Regions from separate parts of the Anser cygnoides genome. Here region 2 is linked to region 1. Evidence: chromatin contacts called from public Hi-C data. All regions are on one chromosome and are shown on one strand. The core of a region is the stretch at or near the end of the contact, and the rest is flanking DNA. Distances in the headings are between cores, read along the strand shown.

Region 1 (3,771 bases), core at 824-3,323:
AAGTAGTTAAAGTTTCCAAATGTTCTCCATAAACACATCCTTCCTCAGGCCCCTTATCCTTTATATCACTCAGCACGGGTTTCTTGGAGTCAGCCTGACACTGATGTATGAAGGATTTGATTTTGCTTTCCTTTTACATCTGGCTAATACAAGAGTAATCCCACTGGAGCCATTGGAGTTGTTGGAAGTGAGAAAAAAAAAAACTTATCAAGCCAACAGGCTCATCTGTGCAGCAACTACGCCGTCCAGGTAGTCTTAGCTGAAGACTCTGAATATGCACCACCGAATCCAGGTATCTCATCTGGGAAGGTGAGCACAGTTTTGAAGGCCTAAATCTCCTCTCACTGCTCGTTCACATCCTCCTCCTGTGCGAGAACTCTGTCTACGTGCACCGATGCTGGGTTCGGGTCCTCCAGATGTAGCAAACATGAAAGGGGAGATGCAAAAAATAACCAGAAATAAATTTTACAGAAGCCCGAGATGAACAGACAGAGAGAAAAACAGAAATGTCAAGTATTAATTGCTGCACAGACGTGAGGAATGTTAAGAGAAACTGTTTGGGGATTTATGTTCAAAAAAAAAAAAAAAGACAGCTTCCCAAACTATTTCCTTTCAAATCTCTCAGCGTTTTCCATAAATTCCATGTGCATGTGTGGCACTCTCTGATAACATACAAATCTGAATGCATAAACTGTTTTGAAATGTTTGTACAATTTCATCCAAAAATATGACTGCATGTTTGTGCTTTAATTGTCAGCAATAGGATATTAGGCAATAGCCACATGCATCGTGTCAGGGGCACTGGGTGAGGTTAGGTGGTACGAGCTCAGGCTGCCCCTTTCTGGCCATGTCTCCGCAATGAGGAGAAACCCCAAATTATTGGGAAAAATAACCTGTAGCAAAGCGGGCTGCAAGTGACAGCACAGCCCCTGCTCTCAGTGGCAGGAGTGTGCAGAGAAATCCAACAAAATCAATAAATATATTTCAGATTCATACAGGTGTAACTGGGATCAGAAATCTGATGATTTCCAGGTAAAGCATTGTATTATTTTTTTTCCCATTCTTTGCAAAAAAAATAAAGCCTTAGCAGAGGAATGGACACTTTGCTTCAATCAGTGTTGTTTGAAATGTCTTTCATATATTAACATTCTTGCTGAAGCTGAACATTAGTTCCACTTTATCAGGAATATAATGCAGCTGCATTTTCTGGATGGGAGCACCACCAGAAATATGTTAACTATATAGTCAACAGCTATGCCTTGTTTACTCTTATGCGTAAAGCCATACGGAAACAATCCTCCCAGGAAATCTTTATTATTTTTTTTTCTCTCTTTTTATGTATGCAAATAAAAATAATAGCAGAAGCTGGCCTGGGATGCTGGCTAAGAATCGGGTGGCAGGAGCTTGCTTTTGCTCACAGTTTGTTGAGAAACTCTCTGATTCCCCCAGGGGCAGACCGGGCTGCTCTGGCACAGCAACAGGGTTTGCAGGGAAGGTGCATCAGTCCCCATCCCCCCCCATCCGTCCCTCAGCGCCTTCACCCTAGGATGTTCCTCCTGAAGACCCAGCCAGCACACCGTGACGGCTCAGCCCCGGTGTTCCCCGTGCTGGGGGATCTGCTGGCTCTGAGAGGGGTCCCCGTGGGCACAGGGCTTGGGGACCACAACGAGGAGGGCAGCTCCAGAGGGGTTCCCAGGAGCTCACAGGGGACCTCTTGGACCTTCGGCTGCTCAGACATTCACCTTGTCTTGGTGCTGTGCTCATTGCTTCGTCCGGCAGTGCTGGGGTGGAGATTCACAGGTGGAGATCCACAGGAGGACAAATCCTGATGGACCCGGGGAGCGCCGCCCGCTTGCCCACAGCCTGAAGAAGACAGCTGCAAAATCCGCAGCGGTGTGACAAGCTGCAAGACAACAAGGCAGAGCCTCCATCCTGCCCTCCCCAGGCACAGGCAGGGTTAAATATTAACCCTGGGGCTGGGAGACAACCCCTTCAGTTGGCCAGCCGCCCCCACCGCCATCCCCACGTGAAGGGAAGAGCAGAGAGCACACTAAGGAGCCCTGGAAATATGTAAGGAGCTGCCAGCATTTGCTGCCAAACACTTTTATCTTTAGACAAAGATAAATCTGTTGCTTACTTAACCCAGCCTTTACGAAACTCGCGGCTCTGGGTTTCCAAAATAACAGGAGCAGAGTGGAGCTGGCTGGTGTCCTGGTGAGCAGCAGATGCACACAGGGCAGCAAGAAGGTGACAACGTATCCTGCCGGAGAAATGGCTGGAGAGTAAACCATTTGTCAGGGAAATAAATAAGGATTTAATCTCCACAGGCTGGAGAACTTACCTGCTCGTGTCCCTGCAAAGTGCAAGTGTCTTTTTTTTTTTTATTAAGAGAGCAATTAGGATGTATAGTTAATAATGAAGAACAAAAAAAAAAAAAAAAAAAAGCTGCTGCTTCCAGCATGCAGTGAAATGCAATCCCAAAAGAGCAGAAATGTGCCATGAGTGTGTACCAGGGCGGCCCCAAGGTCTTGAGGAAGATGCCAGCAATGCACGGTGCAGCACCTGCCCTGCTCATCTCACCAAACTGCCACGGACGTGCGAGCCTGCTCCCCATCTTTTATTTTATTTAAAACAGGCTTTTATCCACAGTGTGCACAATGGTGGGGTCTAAGAGAGAAATGAAAGGCACTCATAGGGTTTGGTGTCAAAATGTGAGGTGAGGGTGTGAGTTTGGGGCCTGCCTTGTCCCAGAGGTCCCACGTAAGAACGCCTGGGCACTGCCCATGTACCAGGGGTTTTGTCAAACCTAAGGCTTCCTGCAAAAATGAGCTCAACCCCACCCTCATTTTCAGGTCATTTGCTTGTTTTTTTGGGTGGGGGCAGTGGTGCTGCAAAAACAGTGCAAGTATGCATTAGTAACAGCAGCTCCCTATTTATCTATAAAACTCACCATTCACAGTAAATTCCTTTTTTTTTTTTTTCCCTTAATGCTAGAGTTATTATCTGGCAAGAATATAGCCCCTTCCTCTGCCACCCGTGACCCAGGCTGAACCTGTTTGCCCATGTTATTGTGCTGGTGTAATTCAGTGGAAAAGAGATTGGATTAAACAGGCAGCTCTGGAGGAGTAAATAAAAGGAACATGCTTTAAAGAGTAAATAGACAAGCCCGGGTATAATAGAATAACTCCTGGCGGTGCTAAATCAAAGGGAAAATAATGCCCTCACTAAAATCTGAACGCATGCTTGTGAGGAAGGGAAGCCCACAAAACTGGATGATCCGTGCACGTGCAGACCTCTTCCACAGAGAAGTGCGGGGACAGCCGGGTTAGCTCCCGGTAATTCCTCAGCGAGTCCAGCCCAAATCTGTTTAGCAGCAGAAATCCTTTTTTTCTCCTCACTGCCAGCCCTGCAGTTCAGCCTGGGCTGGCGGGTCAAGTCCTCGGCTTCACCTCCCTTTTGCCTTTGATGCTGCTCCAGCGAAGTCGAGAGCGTGTCTGAAGGCAGCAGTGGGATTTCGCTAGCACGGGGGATCCTACAGGAGCAGCCAGCAGCTCGCCCTGGCCAGCAGCACCACGTCCTGGGGCTGGAAAGGGCTGGGAAGGTCTGACGCTTTCTGGCAGCCTCAGCACGCAGATCCCCGCTTTGGGAATGCTTCCCCGATGGCATCAGTCCGCCCAGCTGTAAAGGCAACTGATCCGTCTTGCTCCACAGGCTCTTCTACCCCTAGCAAAAAGCTGTGATGTGAAGCTCACAGCGATCCCGTACTGTTCT
Region 2 (3,771 bases), core at 420-2,919, 180 kb before region 1:
GCATGGGACAGAGTAACTTGTAAGAGCACTTATGGGTGTTCCGTAGAGGCAAAATAATTCCTTGAAACACAAAACCCACCCAGGCCCAGCAAGCCAGTGCAAGACCCAGACAATATATACAATACATGTGCAAATCGAGACCTCTATAGCATCTCACCCCAGAGCTGCCTTCTGAGTGCAGTGGCTTTACTGCAGCTGTGCTCAGACCTTGCATTGTCCATGCTGGGGGGTTTACTGATGCATTCCCTCTCTGTTAACATTGCTAGAGGTTTGTGTTTAAAGGCTGGAGCTTTTACAGGCAGGAGGAAACCACTTCTTCCACCTGAGCCATCTGGCAATATGTGAAGTGTTGATTTCATGATACAACACTATGGAGTGCCAGGATTACGGGGCAGAAGGCACCAGTGGAGAGCGTAATGCTCAGTGTGGAAGCTCTATGTGGGAAATGCAGGACTGTTTCTTTTAGCCCACTCACTCTCTCTCTGAGGGTCAGTGATATAGCTGCCATTTGAAAAAAGGGTCGTAAGACCATCTCTTAGGGTTTGCATAGAGCTGAAGCATATAAAACCAATTATGCACCTCCTCCTTTGAAGCTGGTCTCGGTACTGCTATCACAGCATGAGCCCCGTGTCCCCTGGCTGCAGCACAGATGCAGATAGCTGAGAAAAGACCATGGGCTTCCAGATGAATCCTGTCATCTGCCAGGCTCCTAACACTGCTGAGACGTGCAGTAGCTTGGTGCCTACCACAGTGCAAGAAGTAGCTTCCCATAGGCGTGAGTTATGAGATGTAGCCCTTAATCTCTCATGGAAATAGCCACGTGCTGCCTTCTTAGAATAAGGTGACACAATTACTGTATAAAGGCTTTTTGGCTTTTTCCATGAAATGACTCCATAAAATATAGCCATTAAGAATGCTGCCTACATCATGCCTTAGATCCAAGCAGAGCCCTCAGCGCTCATATTTAAGCCTCCCTGAAGCTGGGGGAATGTATGCAGACACCCAGGAGCTGAACTTTTTTAGATGCTTCAAAAATTTGTGTTAACAAAGTTTAACTGAACCCTCCTGCTTCCAATATATATACACATATGTATATATATATAGGTTGTGTAGTTATAATCTCTACAGAAAGACCATCTTGCTATCAGTGGGCAGGGACAAGGCCACTGACCTAGGTGGCTAAGGCAAAAAGGGAACTTTTTTGGAGCAGCACGTGTTGGTGAAGGAGAACGGGAGCGTATGTGCTTTGCTGAATGAGGGCCCCACCTCACAGTGCTACGGCTGAGCAAACAGGGAGCTGTTTGGTTTGCTGATGATCCAAACAAACCGGCAGAAAAATCACTGCAGGTCAACCCAGAGCAAATAATTTTGGAAACATTCAGAGAAAAAGAAAAGCCTAAAGCACTGTTTTGTTTCAGGTTAAATGAAGTGTTTCACTTTAAATTGGAGCAGCTGGTTTGCTGAAGATTTCTCTTTTGCAGAACAGGCCTGAGAAGGAAGTAATTTCAAACTTAAAAATTGGCACGTCTCTTTTTTTTCTTCCCTGTGAAACAAAACTGAACAGCAAACAGTTGCTGCGTTACTGAACCTGCCTTGTCTAAAGAAGATTGTGGCCACTACAGGGTTAGATGCCTCTCTCCACTTGCAGCAGAAAGGTTTGCACCTTCCTTCTTGAGGGGAGCAGCTGCCCGCACGCTCCCCTTGCTGCACCCAGCTCACCCTCGCTGGTTCCTCTAGCCTAACAGCAGCATTTACAAATGAAGGGTTTCACCCCCGTGGCATGTTTTCCCCTCCCAGGCACCCTGAGGCTGAAGCTCATTTTACAGGCTCACAAATTACGATGTTTGATTTACAAAATTTTCTTTTGAAAAGAAAAAACCCTGCAGGTTTGTGGTTAAAAAAAAAACAAATGTAACCTCTCTCCACCCCCCCCCCAACACACCCTGCCCCGAAAAAAAAAAAAGATTCATTTTTTTTAAAAAAGCATAGTGAAACAGATTTCCCTGTGTGCAGAGACCTTTGCTAGTGGAGATGACAAGGGGTCCATGGGAAGCGATCAGGCCACTACACACCCTCACAATCAGCATTTAAATGATGGAAAATGCAAATTTCTAATGGAAATGGTGGCACTGGCAGTACCTGAGATGATGCTAGGAAAGTACATGTGGCTGGTGTGAGTAAGCATACAGATAGATGACCTCCAAGTTAGGAGAAATATGGTTGGTTACATGCTACATTGAGTGTTTTCTGAGCATGGCATCTATAGAACCTGAAAAAAAAAATCTTTATTTTCTTTGATCAAAAATATGTATAGAAATGCCTGTTTTGAGGAAAATATCATACATTTTTTTTCTTGTTTAACAAAATAAATTAAATATACATGACTTTGTTTAAACTCTATATAGAATTACAAAGGTTTTATATTTGTAATTGGATTCATTTCCAGTCCATATAGGTATTTAATACGGTCCTTATTTACTCTCTTTTCTTTCTGTTTTTACTGTAGTTTGAACTGAAATGTAGTTGTATCATTTCCAGACTGTTATCTGTGGGGAGGGGGCAACCACACACAACCTAGGTGAATATTTCTCAAATGCAATTTTTCCTACAAGATTATTATTTCATTCTCTTTTTTTTCTTTCTCCTTTTTCTCATGTTTATACGTATTTTGCATTGATGTAGAAAATCCAGTAGCTTGTCACTGTAAGCCATCAGAGAAGGACAGTGTGTTTTGCTTTCTTCGCCATCAGCAGTTCAATTATTATTATTATTAATTATTATTATTTCTTAAATATAAATATAAAGGTGTTCTGTACAATGTTCCTCTTTCTTTCCTTCCTTCCTTCCTTTTTTCTGGCAGTGGCACTGAGTCCTAGGACCGGGGCAGTGAGGTTTGCTCAGCAGAACCCTCCATGAGAAACGTGACTTGCAGAAATCAAACCAAGCAGCTCGGTCAGCATTGCAGACAAAACGACTGTGTTTGAGAAACATTCGACTTTTCACGTTGTGAACAGAAATTAGCTTTTCCAGACCCTCTTGTGTTATTTTTTTCCCCTGGAAGAGGTGAGTTGGTCATGTCTCCTCATGCTTTGGCACTAAACCTCAGGTACTTTAGCGCTCGAGTCACTCGGAGGGAAAAGGCTTTCCCTTGTGCTCCTGAGTGGGACAGGTCTGGGGGCTTCCCACCAAAACAAGTGATGTGCCAGGGGAACAGGGCTGCCCACCTGGAAAAGCACCATGGTCGCCTTTTCTTGCTCCTTTTAGCTACATGAGGAAGGAGGTGGTGGTTCATATCCCTGCATCCTGCCTTACTTGCCACCACCTTGATTAAAAAATCCAGGAAGGCTCCACTGTTGGGGATGGCTGCCTAGCTGCTGAGATTTGGAGTTCCTTCATTATTCCTTGGCTACATCCTGATTGCAATAATAAAAAAAAATCTCTTTTCTCTCTCTGTCTTTCTCTATTATATATATATTTATATAGATAGATATAGATATATACACATATATATATACACACATACACACACGCATATACAATTATATATATATGTATATATATATTTAAAATTATATATATAATCTTTTCTGTCTGCTTTGCCTATTGCTGGCAGTGTGAGCTGACTCAGAGCAGTCTCTTCTGAGGTACCAGGGGGAAAAGCCCAAACGAGCTACTGTACACGGCCACCCTCTTAGCACTGGTACTGAATGTGCTGGTGCTGATGGACTTTGCCTTCCACGTGCGAGTGAGTGTGGGTGTGGATGTCCGTGT

Evidence for each region. A called contact is a pair of places that touch in the nucleus more often than the background predicts.
Region 2: a Hi-C map of liver shows a contact between it and region 1, with 2.0 times the contacts expected there. The contact joins two enhancer-like sites. A contact is called at or near these places in 2 of 7 Hi-C or Micro-C datasets (both in liver).

What each region holds. Positions count from the first base shown.
Region 1 is chr4:6,570,658-6,574,428 of Taihu_goose_T2T_genome, reverse strand. No RefSeq gene overlaps it. Among named protein-coding and RNA genes, the nearest start is that of FGFRL1, 6.4 kb to the left of the region's middle. Within about 2 kb of position 2,073, at least 3 of the 3 cell types and tissues checked have open chromatin away from gene starts, as enhancers often do. A contact at or near this core is called in liver, where this site is marked.
Region 2 is chr4:6,747,524-6,751,294 of Taihu_goose_T2T_genome, reverse strand. It overlaps FGFRL1 (fibroblast growth factor receptor like 1), which reads right to left. Exons shown (of 7, transcript XM_048048078.2): 7 at 1-3,771. The coding sequence ends at 3,692. Among named protein-coding and RNA genes, the nearest start is that of RNF212, 160 kb to the left of the region's middle. Within about 2 kb of position 1,669, at least 2 of the 3 cell types and tissues checked have open chromatin away from gene starts, as enhancers often do. A contact at or near this core is called in liver, where this site is marked.